Linked DNA regions of Sus scrofa: region 1 is linked to region 2. Evidence: chromatin contacts called from public HiChIP or PLAC-seq data. All regions are on one chromosome and are shown on one strand. The core of a region is the stretch at or near the end of the contact, and the rest is flanking DNA. Distances in the headings are between cores, read along the strand shown.

Evidence for each region. HiChIP or PLAC-seq counts read pairs in DNA pulled down with a chosen protein or histone mark.
Region 1: an H3K27ac HiChIP or PLAC-seq map of skeletal muscle shows a contact between it and region 2. The contact joins the promoter of PIM1 here to the enhancer-like site in region 2. A contact is called at or near these places in 2 of 5 promoter capture datasets (fetal liver and liver), 17 of 47 Hi-C or Micro-C datasets (alveolar macrophages, blood, embryonic fibroblasts and 4 more) and 2 of 2 datasets of contacts at active chromatin or transcription factors (alveolar macrophages and skeletal muscle).

The regions. Positions count from the first base shown.
Region 1 is chr7:32,785,506-32,789,991 of Sscrofa11.1, reverse strand. It overlaps PIM1 (serine/threonine-protein kinase pim-1), which reads right to left and starts at 1,746. Exons shown (of 6, transcript XM_005665927.2): 1 at 1,252-1,746; 2 at 1,036-1,142; 3 at 880-930; 4 at 429-795. The coding sequence starts at 1,333.
Region 2 is chr7:32,733,824-32,738,334 of Sscrofa11.1, reverse strand. No RefSeq gene overlaps it. Among named protein-coding and RNA genes, the nearest start is that of PIM1, 52 kb to the left of the region's middle. Within about 2 kb of position 3,179, at least 64 of the 83 cell types and tissues checked have an H3K27ac peak or open chromatin away from gene starts, as enhancers often do. A contact at or near this core is called in alveolar macrophages, embryonic fibroblasts, fetal liver and 2 more, where this site is marked.

The sequences.
Region 1 (4,486 bases), core at 497-2,996, 53 kb before region 2:
TACCGAAAACTAAGTCCCTTGTAAGACAAAACAAAAATTACAAAACCGGCATCAATTTTCATCTCTCCCGCTCTCTCCTCCTCCTTCCCCCTCCTATCCTTTTACTGGGGAGGAAACTGGGTCAGACTTCAGAAATCTGGGCTACGGCCGGTTGCCCACAACCTCTTATTCATCGGGAAAGGTTGGAACCCACTGAATTCCACTCAAAAAATAAAATCATGCCAGAAACATTACAGGTTCTGCTGGCTTGAAATCGCCGGCTTTCCTAGGCTGGGAAGCTCTCTTTCGCCCCACCCCTGCTAGCATCGAGCCAGGCGGCCCGATGACCTTTACAAAGGGCCGGAGAGGGGAGCCTGTGGAGGCCTCCAGGCCAGGCCGAGTCACCTGGGCAGCTCCCTCCCGCGCAGCTCCCCCAAGGCCTGGCTCACCATCGAAGTCCGTGTAGACGGTGTCCTTGAGAAGCGCCCCCGACCCGAAGTCGATGAGCTTGAGCTCGCCGCGGTTGAGGTCGATGAGGATGTTCTCGTCCTTGATGTCGCGGTGGAGCACCCCGCAGTTGTGGCAGTGGCGAACGGCCTCCAGCACCTGCCAGAAGAAGCTGCGGGCCAGCTCCTCCTGCAGGGCCCCCCTTTCCGTGATAAAGTCGAAGAGGTCTTGCACCGGCTCGGGCCTCTCCAGGATCAGGACGAAACTGTCGGGCCTCTCGAACCAGTCCAGGAGCCTAATGACGCCGGAAAAGCCCGAGCTCACCTTCTTCAGAAGAACCACTTCCATGGGCACTCGGGTGCCATTAGGCTGCAGAGGGGGCAAGGGGGCTGCGTTAGGGCGGGAGTCGGAGGGTGCCCCTCACCCCACCCATCCTTGGGGTCGCTCCCTCACCAGTTCTCCCCAGTCGGAAATCCGGTCCTTCTCCACGTGCTTGATGGCCACCTGGAAAGCCCCCCAGAGAGTCTGTTAGGTCCCCTCGCCAGAGCCAAACACACCCTGCCGCCCCCCTGCCCGGAGCGCCCTCCCCGTGGTGGGGCGCCCACTCACCGGCAAGTTGTCGGCGACACGGATGCCTGAGTAGACCGAACCGAAGCCGCCGCTGCCCAGTAGCGGGCCCACCTGGTACTGCGACTCCAGGGGCTCCTTATCCTTGCCTAGGAAAGGGGGAGTCACAGAGGACTCAGTGCCGGCCCGGGTGCCCCCAGCTCCCACCCTGGGAAGTCCAGTCGCCCCTCCATCCACGATTTGGGGGGGGGCACTCACCGGGCGCCAGCTTGGTGGCGTGCAGGTCGTTGCAGGGCGCGGCGCGCAGGTGGGCAAGCGAGTTGATTTTGGACAAGAGCATCCCAACCTCCAGGGTGTCGGCGTAGGGACTGCGTCTGGAAGAGCTGCAGCAGCAGGAGCTGGGGCTGGGGTTGTGCCGGTGGCTGTGCCTACGGCTGGGGGTGAGGCTGCGGGTGGCGTTGCGGCTGCGGCAGCGGCTGGCGCGGAAGGCCGAGGGCGAGTCGGAGGACGACTGGGGGCGCCGCCGGGGCTGGAGACTGGCGGACACGCCGGCGGGGTCAGGCAACGCCGAGGGCGGCGGGGTGGGCGGCTCGTGGGACTCTTGCGGCAGCGCCGCGGCACAGGGAGCTTGTAGCTGCTGCTGCTGCCGGTCCCGCCACCGCCGCTGCCGCTGCTGCCGCCAAGTCCTCTCGGGCCTCCTCCGCCACCGCGGCCGCTGCAGCAGACGCCCGGCTCGCCCAGCCGCCAGGAGTAAAGGGGCGGAGCGCGCCGGCGGGGGGCGCGCGGGCGGGCGGGGATGGGGCGGGGCCTCTCCAGGAGGCCTAGGCGGGGAGCCGGGCTGCCAGGCCAGCGGAGGGAGGAGAGGGGGTGGGGAAGCGGCGGGACAGGGCGACTCCCCTCCCCCCCGCCCCGCGCGCTCCGGCGCCGCACCCCGGCCCCGCCCCCGCCGGCGCATCTCCAGCCAACCAGAAGCCGACCTATCTGCATAACACGGCGCGCCCCGCTCCCGCCCCGCCCCGCTCTCGCGGTCAGAATGGTCTCTACGCCGCCACGACGTGGCGGGAAGGAAAAGGCGCCAAAATGGAGGGGGAGGGGCGCGGGGCGTGATGGGAGGCGGGAGCTGGGTGTCTAGCAGCCACGGAGGAAGGATGGGGAGGGGCGTATCGATTCAAACCCAAACAATAACAAAGCCATCAAAGGCCGCCCGAGGCCGGCTCTGCGGCTCTCCGTTTCTCGGGGTTTTTGGGTCAAGGGCTTGAGCTGGAGCATAACAAGTTGCGCAGAGACGACGGGCGTTGGTGTGACAGGCGGGGAGGCCAGGCGGCCGGCGCGCCGGGGTGTGAGGGACCGTGTGTGTGTGTGTGTGTGTGGTGTGTGTGTGGCGGGGGGGATGCCGACGAGGGTGGTCTTTCTGTGTGACTCAGACGTGAGACCTCCAAGTCGGCTTGGGCTGGTTGATCACGCTCTGTGGGCTCGAGTTGGGTCCTCCGGGGTTTGTGTGTTGGGGGCGCGTGGGGGGCGAAGGATCTGCAAGATGTGAGTCACAGCGGCTTCACGCAGGGAGTGGAGGTGTCACAGGCCCGGAATAAAATGAGGAGAGCTCCGCTCACTCGGGGGAGGCGTCCCGATCGCGGTTGTCACAGCCCGTGAAAAGATCAGCTCCCCAGCCCCCAATCCCCTAGCAGATTTTATTTTTAAAATGCAGAAAGGTTCCAGTGAATCCTGATTCCTAAGCAGTGATGTGTGTCAGAGTGCCCGGTAAAGAGGAAATCACGAAACAAATGTTAGTATTGTGATGCCAGATGCTGTCTCAGCCCTTCTGTGAGGGCGGGAGCGAGAGATGAATTCCTCATCTAAAGCGGGGTGGGAGGGCGCGCTTGATTTAATCAGCTTTCGCGTTGTATTCACCTTTTCATCAGCCTGTTATTACCAGTCAGGCAATACTAGCAATTATTAGCAGCCCCCGATTCTTGACTCAAAGGAAATGCCCCTCCTTTCCCTGCCCCCCCTTGGAAATAACACGGAAAACTGACCAATTTGACTTTCATCCTTTGTCCTTTTAAACTTCATGTAGAGTTGATAACGACGTGTGAAATGAGTAAATTAGAATTCTATGTAATCCATAAATTGAAATGTCAGAGCCTAAATAATTGAAAGCTAACTACATCCTATTTTAATTGTTTTCAAGTTCCTGCCACTTAAAGGAAAAATGAGGAAGTCCGTGGATCTGTGTATCTGCTGGCATTAATGAGTTTAAATGTTTCATTAAAAGTTTCCTACAGTGCTTGTTTTATAAAGACACCCAGTTGTTTCACAACTTTTATGAATTTATCTTATAAGATATTACATATTTCCCTTTTGTTGTGTACTGTGGCCTAACTCATTCATTTTTGATGACTATGAGAAAACCCAAGGGAACAAGAATTATTCCCTTTTTTACAGACAGGAAAATGAAACATAAATAGGATGACACAGGGTCATACAACAGCTAAGGGAGGAAGAGATGAAATGACCCAAATTCAACTCCAGAGTATTCAAAGCTTTTCTTCTATTGGCATCCAAAACTGTCCTTGATACTAAGATAACAAGTATAAATTTATGTGACCACCATTTCCAACCCCTCTACCTTCCCTTTCCTTTCACAAGCCATACTGGACCATTCTCCCTTGTTCCCACTCACGCAGCACTTTAGACTTTGTGCCTTTGGAGAGGCAGTCAGCCTGCTCTGAGAATTCCCCCTCTTTTATTTAAAGCCTTTGCCGACTTGAGAACACAATTCTAGTTCCACCCCAGATTGCCCAACAAACTCCAAGCATGAAATTACACATCTACTCCACTTATCTGACAACCGCACGTTTTTTAGGTTTTTTTTTTAAATCTCTTTATTAACTTTTCAGTTATTTATATCTTCTCTCCCTAGTCCTTAAATGAATACTTTGTCCAATGATTGTTGACGAAAGGAAAGACTAAAATGGGTCTCCACAAAAAAGGTCATGATTATAAAAGTCAATTTAGACCAAATTTCAGCAAATTAAAATGGAACAGACAATATAAAGGTTAGGAACAACCTTTAAACTGAGTTACCTTGCTTTCAAATCTAGTTATGTGACGTTCGTCAAGTTACTTAACCTTTCTAAGCTTTACACTGAATGGAGATAACAGTTGCACCTACATTTTAGGGCTGTTGTAAGACACAGACCAGCACAGAGTGAGATTCTAATAAATATTAGTTATGAAGTCAATGATGCTGATTGTGATTGTGACAATGATGATTAAAAGGAAGAATTTTGGGATGGTCTTGCACCTTGAAGGCTTCAAAGATAAAATGCTAGCTAGTTTGATTTTAACCTGTTTGGAGAGAATGTGATTCAAAATCATATACATTAAATCAAGTTCAATCATTTTCACTTTCTCTAGATCTTTGTAGGGCTAAATATTTAATTAGTAAGAGCTGAAGTAATTAACATTTAATATGTCTGCTTTATATGGTAGG
Region 2 (4,511 bases), core at 1,930-4,429:
CATCACACATGAGTGTGGCACATGGGGTTGGCAAATGCTCTCTTTTCGGGTCCAGCTAGGTCAGAGTCAGATCTGCTGTCTTAAACTGTTATCCTGCTTCCTGTTTCCGTCCACTCCTGTCAGCCGTGTGTCCCTGGAGGTCATGGGCTTCTGGTGCATGTGATCAGGGCCCACTTCTTAAGTGAGGAAGACTGGCTACACATTCTTAGAAGCTCTCTTTTGTTTTTCTGACATATTTATTCTTCCTTGGGTTTTTTCTTTGTTCGCTTCCATTTTTCACTCCTGAAAGCACTCATAAGTGCCTTCTCACACCTGCTGCTTCTCTCTTTTAGAACATCCTCACTTTTCTGTGTTCAGCCCATCTTCTCTGCTCACTGTCCTTCGTCTTTTCAGTTTGTTTGTACTCTGGACACTTGATACTGAGCCATAACTTCAGGGTCTAGCCCAAGGCATTTGGTCAACAGTGAGAGAGGGAATGAATATGCAAAGGGCCATGTGCTCCAGAAACACCTGAGTCTTGTACCTGTAACACGGTCCACTAAGCAAGCCCAACCTGCCAGACCTGCCACTTCTGGATCACATCTTCCTCTCTGCACTGAGCACAAGGCTATTTGCTATTTATCTGCCCCTTTGGAAGCCCCGGCATTTGAAAGGAAGGAGTCTGATTTCCTGGCAAAATGTGACCCAAAGGATCATCCTCCTCCCTCCCCCCATCATTTAAAAACAAAACAAAACAAAAATCCCAGAGTAAGCTGGGCTATCAGAGATACTTCCTGTTTTCCTCTCTTGAAAGCATCCTGGATAGATGAAACTGAGGGATCAAAGGGACTGTCTGCCTCTGGGGCCTGGGGACTGGCAGAATGGCTTTTAACCCTCTGCTGTCTCCTACTGTGAGTGGCACAGGCAGTTTGTGTCTTCTATTTCCTGGGAAGATATAACATCTTGAGGGCAAGGGTCTCGTTAGTCATTCATTTGTCAAACATTACTATACCCTACCAAATGCCAAGCTTTGCTTGAGCATCTGGGGGTCCAGGGCCGAATACGACACAGTCCCTGGCCTCTTTCATATAACAGCGATAAGACCACCAGTGCTACCATGATTAAGCACTTTCTCCACGTCAGGCACTCACCACGTGGTTTTCATACATTTCCTCACAACAAGGTTGTGGGGTGTTATTATGCTCATTTTACAGATAAGGAAAGCGAGGCTTATGGAGGTTAAATCGCCTGTCTTGGGTACATGACTAGCAGATGTCACACTGGGGTTAGAGTCCAGCGGTCTGACGCTTGAACTCACCCTCTTCGTGGCTGCGCTACGTCTGCCCCTTGGAGAACTTACCGCCCTGTCTGCAACATGGTAGTTACTCATTGCTAGTAATTTCTGCAAATGCAGTTTATTTCTGGGCTCAGTCAGGTGGCTTCTGATACCAGGTTTCTTTGAATCCCACTTCTTGTTAATGTACTATTTTGGGGATGAGTCAGCTTGCAGCCCCCAAGGTCTGGAAATAAGCTTGAGAAACCAAGAGGCCACGTTGGCCCTGGTTGTGGAACAAAGAGCATGTCAGGCTTTTGCTTGCCTCTGCTCCCCCATGTCTGGAACAGATCAGTCCCCTCAGTGTTGTTTTTTAGTGGCGGGAGCATTTCCTCCATATCCTTAAAAGAAACCTGAGGTGATGCTGACAGGTAGCAACCAAGCGAACATATACAGAGCAATTATTCTGGGCTTTTGCTTATACCATCTTTTGCATCCTCGCAACAATTGTTTTGTTTTGTTTCTATTTCTGGGGCGGCTCAGAGTGGTTAGTTAATATATCCAAAATCACACAGCAAGAAAGAGCCAGGATTTGATCCTAGGTTTGACTAACTCCAAAACCTACACTTTAATCATTCTGTCTCCCTGATGCTGAAACTTGGCAGAGGGAGGAAGGAACTCCCTTCCTGTGAGATTCCTGACAAACCATAAGTGGCAGGTGAAGATACCAAGTAACCCTGAGATCAGTTGGTTAGGGATGCCTGGCACAAAAGGATCTTAAGATGCTTCCAACTCTGCAATTCTATCTCTTTAAGACCCAGAACTCCCATGCCAAGCCTACACCATGATCCTCAGAGATTTCAGGGGTGGGGAAGCTGGATTGAACGTGCTGACATACAACAAGCAAAAAAAAGAGCTCAGCATTTTTGCCTCGCCTCAGTGGCTCCGGCCCTTTTCCCCCCCCTTGCTCTCATTTATTTATTACTATGCTATTCCCTGGCCCTGCTGCTGTGTCAATACTGATAAAAGCAAATCGCCCCACAAAACAGGTGCAGCTGGAGCTGCCCCTTGGACAGCTGCCAGGGAATGTGATCGCTCAGCTGGGGTGACCTGCCCCTACCCAACCCCCTTCTCGGGTTCCAGCCCAGGGCATGTGTCCTTGGGCAGTTAATGTCGGTCTGCGGTCTGAGCGTTCAGAGCCTGGCATCTCAGCTGGCATCGTGGACTGAAGCTGGCGGGTGTTTTGCGGGTGGGGTGGGTGTGTGCAGGGCAGAGGGAACCTCCTAGAGTTATCTACCGATTTGTTTCCTCTTTCGGTTTCTTCCAACAAATTCATATGGTAATACTATGTCACCCAGTCCCTCCTGCTACTATTTGAAAATGTCTCCTAAGAATATCACTGCCTGATTTTTCCAGGTAAGAAATATTTTTTCCAGACCTACCCATTTCCAAATTCACACATACACTTGCAATTTCATGGCCCCAAAGACATTTTCTGAGTAACCTCCCAGGGTTTAGCTGAGAGTTCACCTAAATAAACATTTTGCAAGCCAACCCTGTTATCCAGAATACATTTTGGTGCTACCAAGCCATGTGACTTTGACTCCTTTGAAAAAGATTATATTTCATTCCCCCTCCCCCATTCCTGTGTTTTGTCCGTAAGCATCCTTTTCCCCACTTCCCTAGGGCACCCGCCTTTCCGGAAATGCCCGAGCCCAGCGGGCAGCCTCCACATCCCAGGGAGGTAGAACTGGGGCAAAAAGGCTGTGGCAGCACAGCCGGGCCTGGGGCTGGCGTTGGGGCCAGAGCCGGAGCCTTAGCCGCCAGGCGGCCCGGCTGCCGCAGAGACGCGCATTTCGGGGAGGGGAGGAGGGTGCTATGCAAATGAGGCTGCGGCGTGCGCCCCGCCCCCTTACCCAGGGGCCCTCGGGTTGCCAAAACAGACCATTCCCCAGAACAGTCGCCTAGAAACGGGCGCTGTCATAGCAGCCTCTCTAGCGGCGAGCCAGCGGCGCTGCCAGGAGGAGCTGGGTCAGGGTGTTCAGACCTCCTCAGCATCCCCTCTCCGCTGAGTCTCTACCTCAGGGAAGGGAGTGGTGCCTTGGGCCTCTCCTTGGAGCAGGGGAGGGCACTAATTGGATTGGAACACTGCAGAAACACATCAGCTGCTTCTCCCTGGGGGAAAGGAGTGGGGGTTGGGGGGAGGCTGCAGACAGTCTTTGTGATGTCGGCTCTCAGCCTCACCCTCCCGGCCGCCACGCCCTGACCTGGTCCTCACCAGCCTCTGCCCACCCTAGGACACAATAGCAAGCTCTTCGTGGCGTGGAGGGTTAGACATCCATCAAATAATGGCCAAAATGAAATCCAGCCGTGATAGGAGTTTCTGTGTGGAGCAGAGGTTAAGGACCTGGCATGATCACTGCAGCGACTGGGACGTGGCTTTGGCGTGGGTTTGATCCCTGGCCTGGGAACTTCTGCATGCTGGGGAGTCGGCAAAAAAAGACAAGACAAGAAATCCAGCCATGATAAGGAGGGGTACACGATGCAATTGGAATTCAACATTTGGGATCTGACCTGCTTTGGACGGGTCTGGGAGAATGCAGGTTTATTGCTGCTCCCAAGCCTGTACCTTAGCGACTTTGTTCCTCAATGTGCCCCTTCTCAGCAGCCTTCCCTCATCTGGCCCAGCCTATGCTGACCTGGCTGTCCTGAACCCTGGGAGCAGTGACTTCTTCCTGCCATTTCCTTTCCATTTGGCACCAAGAGAGCTCCTTGTCATTTAAGTCTGCTTCTTGCCTCTTATCAATTAAACTACAGAATAAGCTTCTAAGATGCAGAACCCATGTAATTCTGTGATGCCACACCTTGACCATGCAGAACAAGACATATTTTAACAGATCCCTTTGAATTTAAGTGCCAGCGAGCTTTATCATCCTGGGAGGCCTCTAAGGTTGCCTTTGCAGTAACCATTTAAGATTGCCTTTAGAGAATACTAACACCTCACAAAACTCTGGGATTACAGAGGGGAGGCGATCCAGTGACAGTGAGCCAAGAGGTGGGCTGTAAAGTGGTGACTCCTTAGGACACAGCCTTCCACACGGTCCAGACGCTGTAAGCCATGATCAGAGGTGCTGTGTGAGCACATGTCTCTGTGGAGATGGGAGGACAGTTCTGTGTCTCTCTTCTGGGCAAGGGAGTCTTCTCCCTTCAAAATCCACAAGAGGCCTTATGGACTCAAGAATCAAATCTTCAGGAGTTC